Linked DNA regions of Salmo salar: region 1 is linked to region 2. The links are chromatin contacts, called in public Hi-C maps. All regions are on one chromosome and are shown on one strand. Each heading gives the region's core, a stretch centred on a gene start, on an enhancer-like site or on the middle of the called end of the contact. The rest is flanking DNA. Distances are from core to core; before and after follow the strand shown.

Region 1 (4,844 bases), core at 1,533-4,032, 220 kb after region 2:
GCCACAACTCAGAGCCTGCTACTGCTGCCAGATCTAATGCTCAGTTCTGTTCTGATCTCCTGCTGTGTCTGGGTCCCGCTTCCTCTCCTTCTTTCTCTCTCACACACACACACACACACACACACACACACACACACACACACACACACACACACACACACCATCTGTCTCTCTTTGTGTCGGTGTCTGTCTTTTTCACTTCATGTCTCTGTCTCTCCTTTAAACTCACACACAGAGACACAAACTCAGGCACGACATATCTGTTTCTCCCTTGGTTCCTCTCCCTCATCTCCATGGTGTATATTGACCCCGAAAGTCATGGAGGTAATTGGAGAAACAGTATTGTCAAGACGATACATGTACAGAATCATTCTTCCCCATGTTTTCCCTGCTTTCTCCTTCTTTTCACCTGGTGAAACATATTTGGACCTAGTCATTAGAGAGTTGTGGGAGGTCTGCTCCTGGTATTGATTCTACTGTCCAATCTCATTTATTTTACATGGCTTTTCCACTCCCAGGAGCTCACCAGGTATCTATGCTGCTTTGTGATGGAGGGCTTGGGTAAATAAGGCGGAAAATACCCATTGATTCCCTGAAGATCTATGTATTGATCCTGAAGGATCAGCTTTTGTGTTCTCTGTTCACCCCTTCATCCCAGCATGGAGGTAAACCCCAGGCCTGCGAACTCAGTGCTCGCTCTCTTTCAGAAACACAGACAGAGATACACACGCGGACACGCCATGGTAACCCAGTGTTTTCAGTCATAAGTGCCAATGAGCTCATAATGGACTGCACATTAAGAAGTGTTTTCTGAGATGATGTCACCCTGTAACGGTGTCACTCTCTGTTCTGGGCGAAGGCTAACTATGCTGTCATTCCACCAGCCAGTCCCTCATACAGATCCTAGTGTAGGACCTGAAAGACTGACGCTGACATCCTTTACCAGGGTCCCCAACTGGCGGCCCACAGGTTTTGTTTGGCCCCCAAGTTTTCTGAGCAAAGCAAATAATATATATACAGTTTTGTTTTTATTGTTGGACACAAAAGACTGTATAAACACCTGCAAGTCAGCTTCAAGTGATTTAAATTTTGGAAATCTGTTCCAAAGTATTCCCCACGCATAATAAAGAGGTATACGTGATTCTATACAAATGTACGGTTTGAAATGAATATGTTTTAGTCAAATATTATATCTGTTTTGGCTTCTTGCGGCCAATTTGCAGTCTTAAAAAAGAAAAAATCTGAATGTAGTTGATGATCCCTGTCCTATACCATCGTTGGTCCTGGATGAGCATATCTCCCTGTCTGCTGAGTATCTAAAGCTGTAAAAGATGGATGAACATATCTCACCGCTCTGTGAGCCTTCATTTTCATGTAAGGAGATGGCACTGGCACATCACTAGAATCTGTCTGCTCCACTGTACCCAGGGGATTGTGGTTATTGATGCTGTGTGTGATCGTTCCTCATAATGCAACCTTTAAGAAGGTGATAAAACATGTCCTACACCTTAACCGAGGATAACATTTCCATGTGCTGAGGTCCACGTTATTTTACAGCCTTACCCACATTAGCTATTTATGTATGTAAACGGTGCCACACACTCAGGGAAACTTAACAGAGAAAACGATTTAGCCTAATTTGTAATTCCCAGGTGCTAAAAAGAGTGAGTTGAGTAATATGTTAAAGTTGGATTTTAAACAGGGGCTGCCAGTTAAGTCAACTGAAAAGTAAAGTTTTCTGCATTTATTACTAAGTCCCCTTTAGTGTCTGCCAGAAAATTACGATTGAAAACTCTCCGGAATGCTACAGCATCTGATTTGCTCTTGTTCTACTTTAAATACATTAAAGTGGCTCTGGCAGAATCAGCTTTTTAAGCAAAGGTCACTTGACGTTTCATTGATTTAGCATTTTAATGTTATTTGCGTAGCCTCTCTCTCTCTCTCTGCGGAGAAATGGCATTATGCAGGCAGGGAGAGTGTGTGTGTGCAGTGTGCTGTGTGCTGCTGGTGAGAGGCTGTGAACGTGGCCTGGGTGTAGCTCAGTGGAGACGGGGGACGGGGCTAGGCCTGCCACTCTCTAACAAGTGTAAGATACAGCCAAGACCCCTCACCTCTGCAGCAGCCACCCAGCCAGTCAGCCACCCAGCCAGCCAGCCAGCCACTAACACTTATTGCCAGCCTTCACATTGAAAATCCATGTGTTGTCATTAGTCTGTTTAAATTTTTGTCCCAGCGAAGGTGTTGGCACCTCTCCCTGTCTCTATTGATTCCTGCTCCTCTTTAATAATCTGATAAAACTGTAGTCCTGCTCTCCTGCCGTGTTGGGGCAACAGAACAGGAATACCCACCCAGGATTAGCAGACAGGAATCCACACCTCTATCTGACACCCTAGGATGAGAGGAAGGGAGGATGGGGGAGGATGAGTGGAGGGAAGGAAGGGGAGAGGGCTTGTGTGCCTGTAACTGTTGGGTCTGTAAGTAGGGTAGAGGAGCGAGGGGTGGAAGACCAATATAGGGGTAGCGGGTCAGACAGCCCCTGTGGGAGGGCCCAGGCTGGTGAGGGGTGTTGTTCTGTGTTTCTGTCATCCTGGAAGACAATACAACCCAGCCAGAAGTAGAGAATATCCATCAGACAGTAGAGCCTGTTCACTGGTATCAGAGGCTCTGTGGTGGCTGTAGTGAGTGTATGGATCAGTGGGTTGTTTCTCTAATAGAACATCATGGGCTCAGGTTATGAATAACTCCCAGTAAGACTGAGCCAGACTCTCTGGTTACAGGGAGTACTCTCTACATCTGCCATAATAAGGGCCCTGGCAACTGGAGCTGGCTCTTTGACCTAATTGGATTCAATACACTGATTAGAATGTGGTTTGCTTTGATTAAACAAAATAATCTTTCATTTACTTGCTCTTGCATTTGTATAGCAGTGTGTCATGAGTTTGTGTGGTAGGAGCGTGTGTTTGTTGAGTGGGCACGCAGTGAGATGTTTAGGTCAGCAGCCTATGATTTATTTAGTCTTAGTCTTGGGTGTAGAAGCATATCCAAAGTGCTGGTCTCAGCAGCTCCCTCTGTGGGCCAGTGGTGGTAGTGCTTGGTGGGTGGTGATGACGGAGGCTTGGCCCTGACCACACAGGGTGTAATAGTGCAGTGGAAACTGTGCTGTCAGTTAATAGAGGAGCTGCCTCTCTCAGTGTGTGGCAGTGGGAAGGAGTGCGATGACAGTAGAGCTCTCCTGCAGAGAGGGCAGGTATGTTAACCCCTCTCCCTGTTTCTCGCTTTCTCTCTCTCGCTCTCTGCTCTCTTGGTCTGCTCACCCAGCCGCCACTCTCTCCTCCCGCACTCCGCTGTGACAAATGGCTCCTGACGGCTGATTTGTTGGTTGTCAAAAGTGGTCCTTGTGCCGCCGACGAGGGGGAGGTGGATCGAGCTGGAAAACAAGCTGCATCTTCCAATTTTCCAGCTCCCGCCACCGCTTCTCAGCCTCGCCCACAGAAACACTCACAGGCAGGCAGCCTACGGCAAGCCAAGACGTCACTTCTCAAATTGATATTCTCTCGGTCTGACATAGAATGCATCAAATGAATAGCTGTTCATGATTTATCAGCATATTCATTCATTTTCATTCAACCTTAATGATGTAGCTTTTCCTGGGTTTTGTAAGTTCCTTTTGCACTATAGATGTTTCAGTGACATCCTCTGGCATTAGTAATGACAAGGAAACTAGGAAAAAAAGGGAAAAGAGGGTGAGAGAAAGACTTTTGAAACAGCCATAAAACCCAGGCATTAGTAGTGAGGGTTGGGAGGAGGGTGGGGCAACCAACTTTGCTTCCCACCAGCTTCCCCAGGATGTCCTGACGAGCTTCTAGAGGAAGTCATCAAACTTGGCCTGAGTTCCCTCCCATGACAGTAGTTAGAACACTGCACTTTCTGCCCTGCATAGACAGTTAATCTCACCAACACTCCTCAAGGACATTAGAAATACAAATCCTGCCTTGTCCCTATTGCACCGAAATTAATCCAGTTTGGTGTTCGTGCCCCTGGGCCATGTGGTTACAGTAACATGAAACACTAAACCTGCCCCTGGGCCATGTGGTTACAGTAACATGAAACACTAAACCTGCCCCTGGGCCATGTGGTTACAGTAACATGAAACACTAAACCTGCCCCTGGGCCATGTAGTTACAGTAACATGAAACACTAAACCTGCCCCTGGGCCATGTGGTTACAGTAACATGAAACACTAAACCTGCCCCTGGGCCATGTGATTACAGTAACATGAAACACTAAACCTGCCCCTGGGCCATGTGGTTACAGTAACATGAAACACTAAACCTGCCCCTGGGCCATGTGGTTACAGTAAACAGCAGCAGTCATTCTATAGAGAGCTTTAGGAGTGTCTCTAAGTGCATGTGAAAGTGACTAATGTGCACAACACACTCTGAGATGACTCAAAGGTCCCAACAATGCAGAGAGAAATAGAAAAATAATAGAAAGATAAAAATACTAAATACATCATATGTAATGATAACTTGGCTATATACACGGGGTACCAGTACCGAGTCAATGTGCAGCGGTACGAGGTCATTGAGGTAGATATGTACATATAGGGGTGGCAGGTAGCCTAGTGGTTAGAGTGTTGGACTAGTAACCGAAAGGTTGCAAGATCGAATCCCTGAGCTGACAAGGTAAAATCTTTCATTTTGCCACTGAACAAGGCAGTTAACCCACTGTTCCTAGTCCGTCATTGAAAATAAGAATTTGTTCTTAACTGACCTGCCTAGTTAAGTAAAGATATAGGTAGGAGTAAAGTGACTAGGCAGCAGGATAGACAGTAGCAGCCATGT
Region 2 (5,010 bases), core at 622-3,121:
AAGGCACTGTACATGTGAAAATAAATTCTACCTACCAATGTTGAACCTACTCTACGTTTGGTTTCTGTCTAGGAATAAGAGCATGTTCAACATTGGTTAGAATAGCTTCATATAAAATCATTTTTATTGTAAATAAAAAAGGTTGACCTGTGTGACTTGTGACCAGCACTGAAACTAGCTCTCATAGACAAACCAGTTCAAAGTCAGCAATGACATCACTTTGCAACCGGTTCTAAGTGCCTTACAAGGGTTCTACTGAAGAAAAAACTATTCATTCCAGGAACTGAGTGTGTGACATGCCTTAAAAGTGTTCTTCTTCTAAAAAAAATAGATAAATGATTGTGTGCGTGCGTCTTCCTCCCTCCGTCTCAGGCCGCAGTAAGGAAATGAACAGCAATCACTGTACCATGACTTGAAATCCACTGAGCATCCAGCTTTAATTGAGCTCTCACTTGTGTTCAGATTTAATGGAAAACAAGGCCCGCTTCCCCCAGTTACTGAGTAATGAACATGCATATTCAGAGGTTACAATTAAATCCACCTCTCTTTTTCTCTCCTTTTTCATCTTCAGGTGGACTGCGTTTCTTGTACTGTAGTGTTTCAAAATTCAACATGGAATACAATGCTAAAATGTTTTCCTATTAAAATAGTCTCTTATTATAAGTGATTATAGGGGATGTGAGGTAACACATTTATGAAAACAATTTGAACACCATTTGAGCAAAATATCCCCCTTCTATGCATAGCTCTGCAGTGTACCTGTGGTTATTAGAAATATAGCCCTTTTCTATATAGTATAGTACAACACATATTGCAGGCTAATACTGTGTTACCGTAGATCTACTTTAACCTGTCTCTGCAAGAGTTAAATATTAATAATCTACTGTACACATTCATACAAACATGCATAAAATATTAATGCATTTGTTTAGGTTAAATAATGATAATATTGGTCATTTAAAGGCGCAAACAATTAGTTATTCACAATATATATCAATAGTATAGCTTAACATCTGTAATAGCCAATATGCTTATTTTGAGCCACAGCCTGTTCACCCCGCTACCATCTAGGCTGAGACAGTACAGGTGCATCAAAGCTGGGACCGAGAGACTTTTAAACAGCTTCTATCTCCAGGCCATCAGACTGTTAAACAGTCAGCACTATCCGGCCTCCGCCCAGTACCCTGCCCTGAACTTAGTCACTGTTACTAGCCTGCTACCACCCGGTACTCTACCCTGCACCTTAGAGACTCCTTTGTCCTATGTACATAGTCATTGAATACTGGTAACTTTAATAATGTTTACATGCTGTTTTCCCCACTTTATTTATATGTAAATACTGTATTGTATAAAGCTGCTGTACACACCTTTTCTATTCATATTGTCTATCTGTGTGTGTGTGTGTGTGTGTGTGTGTGTGTGTGTGTGTGTGTGTGTGTGTGTGTGTGTGTATATATATACTTTTTTATGGAATCTTACATTTCTTATTCTGATATTTCTTAATTCTTTTTACTTTTTGGCTTGTGTGCGTATTGACTGGTATCATTACTGCACTGTTGGAGCTAGAAACAAGCATTTCGCGGCACCTGCGATAATCTGTGTACACGACCAAGAAACTTTGATTTGAATTGATTTTTTGCAAATATAATTGATCGTTTCTCTAATTGCATGTGCGCCCTGGAAGGAAATTATGCATTGAATAAAATGTTGCCATTAGGGAATGTAAAAAAAATGTATATCGACATTTTAACTAATCAATTGTTACATTGTCATAGGAACGTTATGACCGATATGGGGCGTGGTTTTCTGAATTTTATAGGCGGGTTTCTGTATTGACGTCAATTGGATTGGTTAGGTGACGAGCCCTCGCCCCGCCCAGTAGGGGGTAAGGGAGGGTATGCAGAGAGAGGGAGGGAGCTAGGCTGAGTTGATCCCACGTGTGACGATTCCATTCCCGGCTCAGTAATATTCTCATAGCGGGGCTTTGCATAGCTTTTGCCGTGTCTGTGTGTGTGTGTCTGTTACTGTAGTTACTGCCTATAGTTTGGTTAGCTATGGAAGGAGACGGGAGTCAAGCCACATCTGGAAGCCCAAATGATTCACAACATGACCCCGGGTAAGATTATAACATTTTCGATTATTTATTGGATTTTTCATGTGAGATTATCTGGCAGAGGAAGGAGCACTATGCCGTGCTGGATTCAGTTTGCAGTGCGCACATAACCATTGGTCTTTCCTTCCGGATGCAGTTAGTGATGGCTACGAGGCTTCTGCTTTGCTTTGGTAGATTACAGTAGCAAGTGTGGCCTCCCCCTTTTAACAAAATACATTATTGCTATCGAGCGAATGTTTTTTTTTTTTTGCTTCTCTATTTAAGATCGCTTTTATAAGTAGTTAGTCTTCAAAATGGCCGATCTAACATCTGGACTCACTTCTGCTATGTTTTCTTCTTACAGTAAAATGTTTATCGGTGGCCTCAGTTGGCAAACCTCACCAGGTGAGACAATTATTCCCTTACATGTCCCATGTTTCATGTTGTTTTGTTGCAACGATCGATTGTGCTTGCACGCGTTCTCTGTGTGTGCGTGTGTGCAGTATACTATATGGATATGTGTGTGCCTGTGTGCGTGCAAGGTTGTTTGTTATTTCCAATCATCTGAAGTCCTCTATTCGACCCCTATGTGCATTGCAGGGCGTGTTTGAATCACACTGACAACAGTATGACGACCATTTGTACTTGACTAATTACCCAATATATTTCCTCTATTCACAGACAGCCTTAGAGACTATTTTAGCAAATTCGGAGAAATAAGAGAATGTATGGTGATGAGAGACCCCACGACAAAACGTTCCAGGTAAAATAAAAGGTTTTTACTTTTGCTTTCCAGTAGATGAAATTATATCCTACACTTGTGTACATGCCACATTTTAACCCGGGCTGTTTGTCCCGCGTTGTGTTTCGCAGAGATAGCTGCAGCTGTATTGCTCGCAGTAAACTGCGGGCAAATGCAATTTGACATTGACTTTGGCAATTGGGACTGCAATAACGTCATATAACTTAAATATCAGTGCCCGCAATTACTATAGTAATCTATAATTCAGGATAGTCGTATCTCTATCGTCTGAATGAATAGTGTTTAATTAGGATAGTGTAAGTACATGTGTGTGCAGTTCTATTTTTTGAAAGCTAATGAAATTCCTGATACACGTTAATGCACTGAGAGAAACAGCTGACTTTATATTCTATGTTCTCATTTGCATAAATAATGTGTGATCTAATTGATGTTTCTTTGTGTTTCTTTGTTTTGCAGAGGATTTGGGTTCGTTACGTTTGCAGATGCTGCCAGTGTAGATAAAGTCTTAGCTCAACCACACCACGAATTAGACTCAAAGACGGTATGTCTGTGTTTTGATGTCATTTGCAATGATATTTTACTGTCTGTGTTGCACATTTTAAATGTTCATCATTGCCTTCATTTCACAGGCATGCTTGAGTTGTAATAATACTGTAATATAAGTTCCACATAGAAAAATAATACCACATTGAAACCAACAACAACTGCAGTACATCCATGTGTGGCAGGTGGCATCTCAGAATGCCATGTACCGGTCACTGGGTTGGCCCTCTTGGTAAAGACCTCTTTGGTAAAACCATACATTTTATCATAGCTGTAGATGTGGAATTAGCCCACGATAACAGCGTTGCCTCCTCCATGCAAACTCTTACAGTAAAACACCACTCAGAGGTGAATCTCATGTCTGCTCAAATTCCCTTTTCTGAGTGAATTAAGCTCTCATGCCCCCTTTCCCCATTACCATTAGGGCTCCACATGTGCACATATCCCATGTCTCTCACAGACCTCCCACGTCCATGCGTATGACCTTTCAGATCATACATGTCACTCTAGTCAATTTGATGTATATCGCATCATTGGAAGTGGAAAGTTACAAATGTGATTTTATTAAATAATTGTTGATGTCCAAAGGGTCCATTAATCCTGTAAATCTCAACATAGATTTGGTCTTTCTTTACGTCAGTGGATGCTTCTTATACATAAGTGTATTTGAAATATTAGAACTGTTGCTTCTAAGTTTAAGGAACAGTGCATTGTCAAATCTATAAAATGCCAACACCTTCCCAATTACCAAAACCTATTTTCTGTCTTATAATATCAACAAACCTGGTGCTTCTCCCATCACTTTATCTCATGTACTTTTCCACCAGACCAAGGCATCCATACACACACACACACACACACACACATGGCATTCCCATCCCCAAGCCTTGAACTATTGTGCTGTGCTTCCCTTTTGAAATGTGGCAGTAGATGAATAATTAAGCATGTCAGTAATCTGTGTAGCGGTGAATTAGACAGCGTTCAGATGAAATCATATTTGTCTGAAATATCTGCTCAGTGGGTGGTGATATCCAGTCATGCTCACACAGCTCTGGAAATGGAATAGTCCAAACTGAGAAATAAACGCTTTGTTTGCAGCCTTCTGTGAAAGTCAAGTTCAGAGGGGAGTGTCTTTCAGATATATTTGGAAAGACAAACCTATTGTACTTCAGCAAGCAGTGTACAATTACAGTGGAGCCTGGCTGAAAGCAGTGCTATAACTTGTTGTAAGGCTGTCCTGACCTGACTGGCAAGTCACTGGAGGGTGCTTGTAAAAGCTTTCCGTTTTTATCTTGATACTTGAAAGTGAAAGAGGAGCGGGTTCATGTTTTGCATGTCATAAAAGGAAACTAGCACCTGTAAGCTGTTGCAGATAATATTGGGATGTACAATGCAGATAGTGGGGAGAAAGCCACAGAGTGCTTCATTTAATGTGTGATTATTTGATACACACACTATGGCAGAATGATATCGCTTAGAGCACTGTGACATATTAGAATATATGGCGTACATGTAGGATTTAAATCATTGATAAATAGCCTACCCACATGCAGTATAAATACTGCCGATCAGCCATGTGTTCAATATGTACAGTACCAGTCAAAGGTTTGGA

What was found. Hi-C and Micro-C count contacts between places; a contact is called where the count stands out from the background.
Region 1: a contact with region 2 is called in a Hi-C map of muscle, with 5 times the contacts expected there. The contact joins the enhancer-like site here to the promoter of LOC106603292 in region 2. A contact is called at or near these places in 2 of 3 Hi-C or Micro-C datasets (gill and muscle).

Annotation. Positions count from the first base shown.
Region 1 is chrssa04:47,619,644-47,624,487 of Ssal_v3.1, forward strand. All of the region lies in intron 7 of LOC106603292 (RNA-binding protein Musashi homolog 2), which reads left to right. Among protein-coding and RNA genes, the nearest start is that of LOC106603293, 180 kb to the right of the region's middle. Within about 2 kb of position 2,783, at least 1 of the 13 cell types and tissues checked has an H3K27ac peak or open chromatin away from gene starts, as enhancers often do. A contact at or near this core is called in muscle, where this site is marked.
Region 2 is chrssa04:47,401,341-47,406,350 of Ssal_v3.1, forward strand. LOC106603292 (RNA-binding protein Musashi homolog 2) reads left to right here and starts at 1,872. Exons shown (of 14, transcript XM_045717026.1): 1 at 1,872-2,116; 2 at 2,457-2,497; 3 at 2,774-2,855; 4 at 3,312-3,396. The coding sequence starts at 2,055.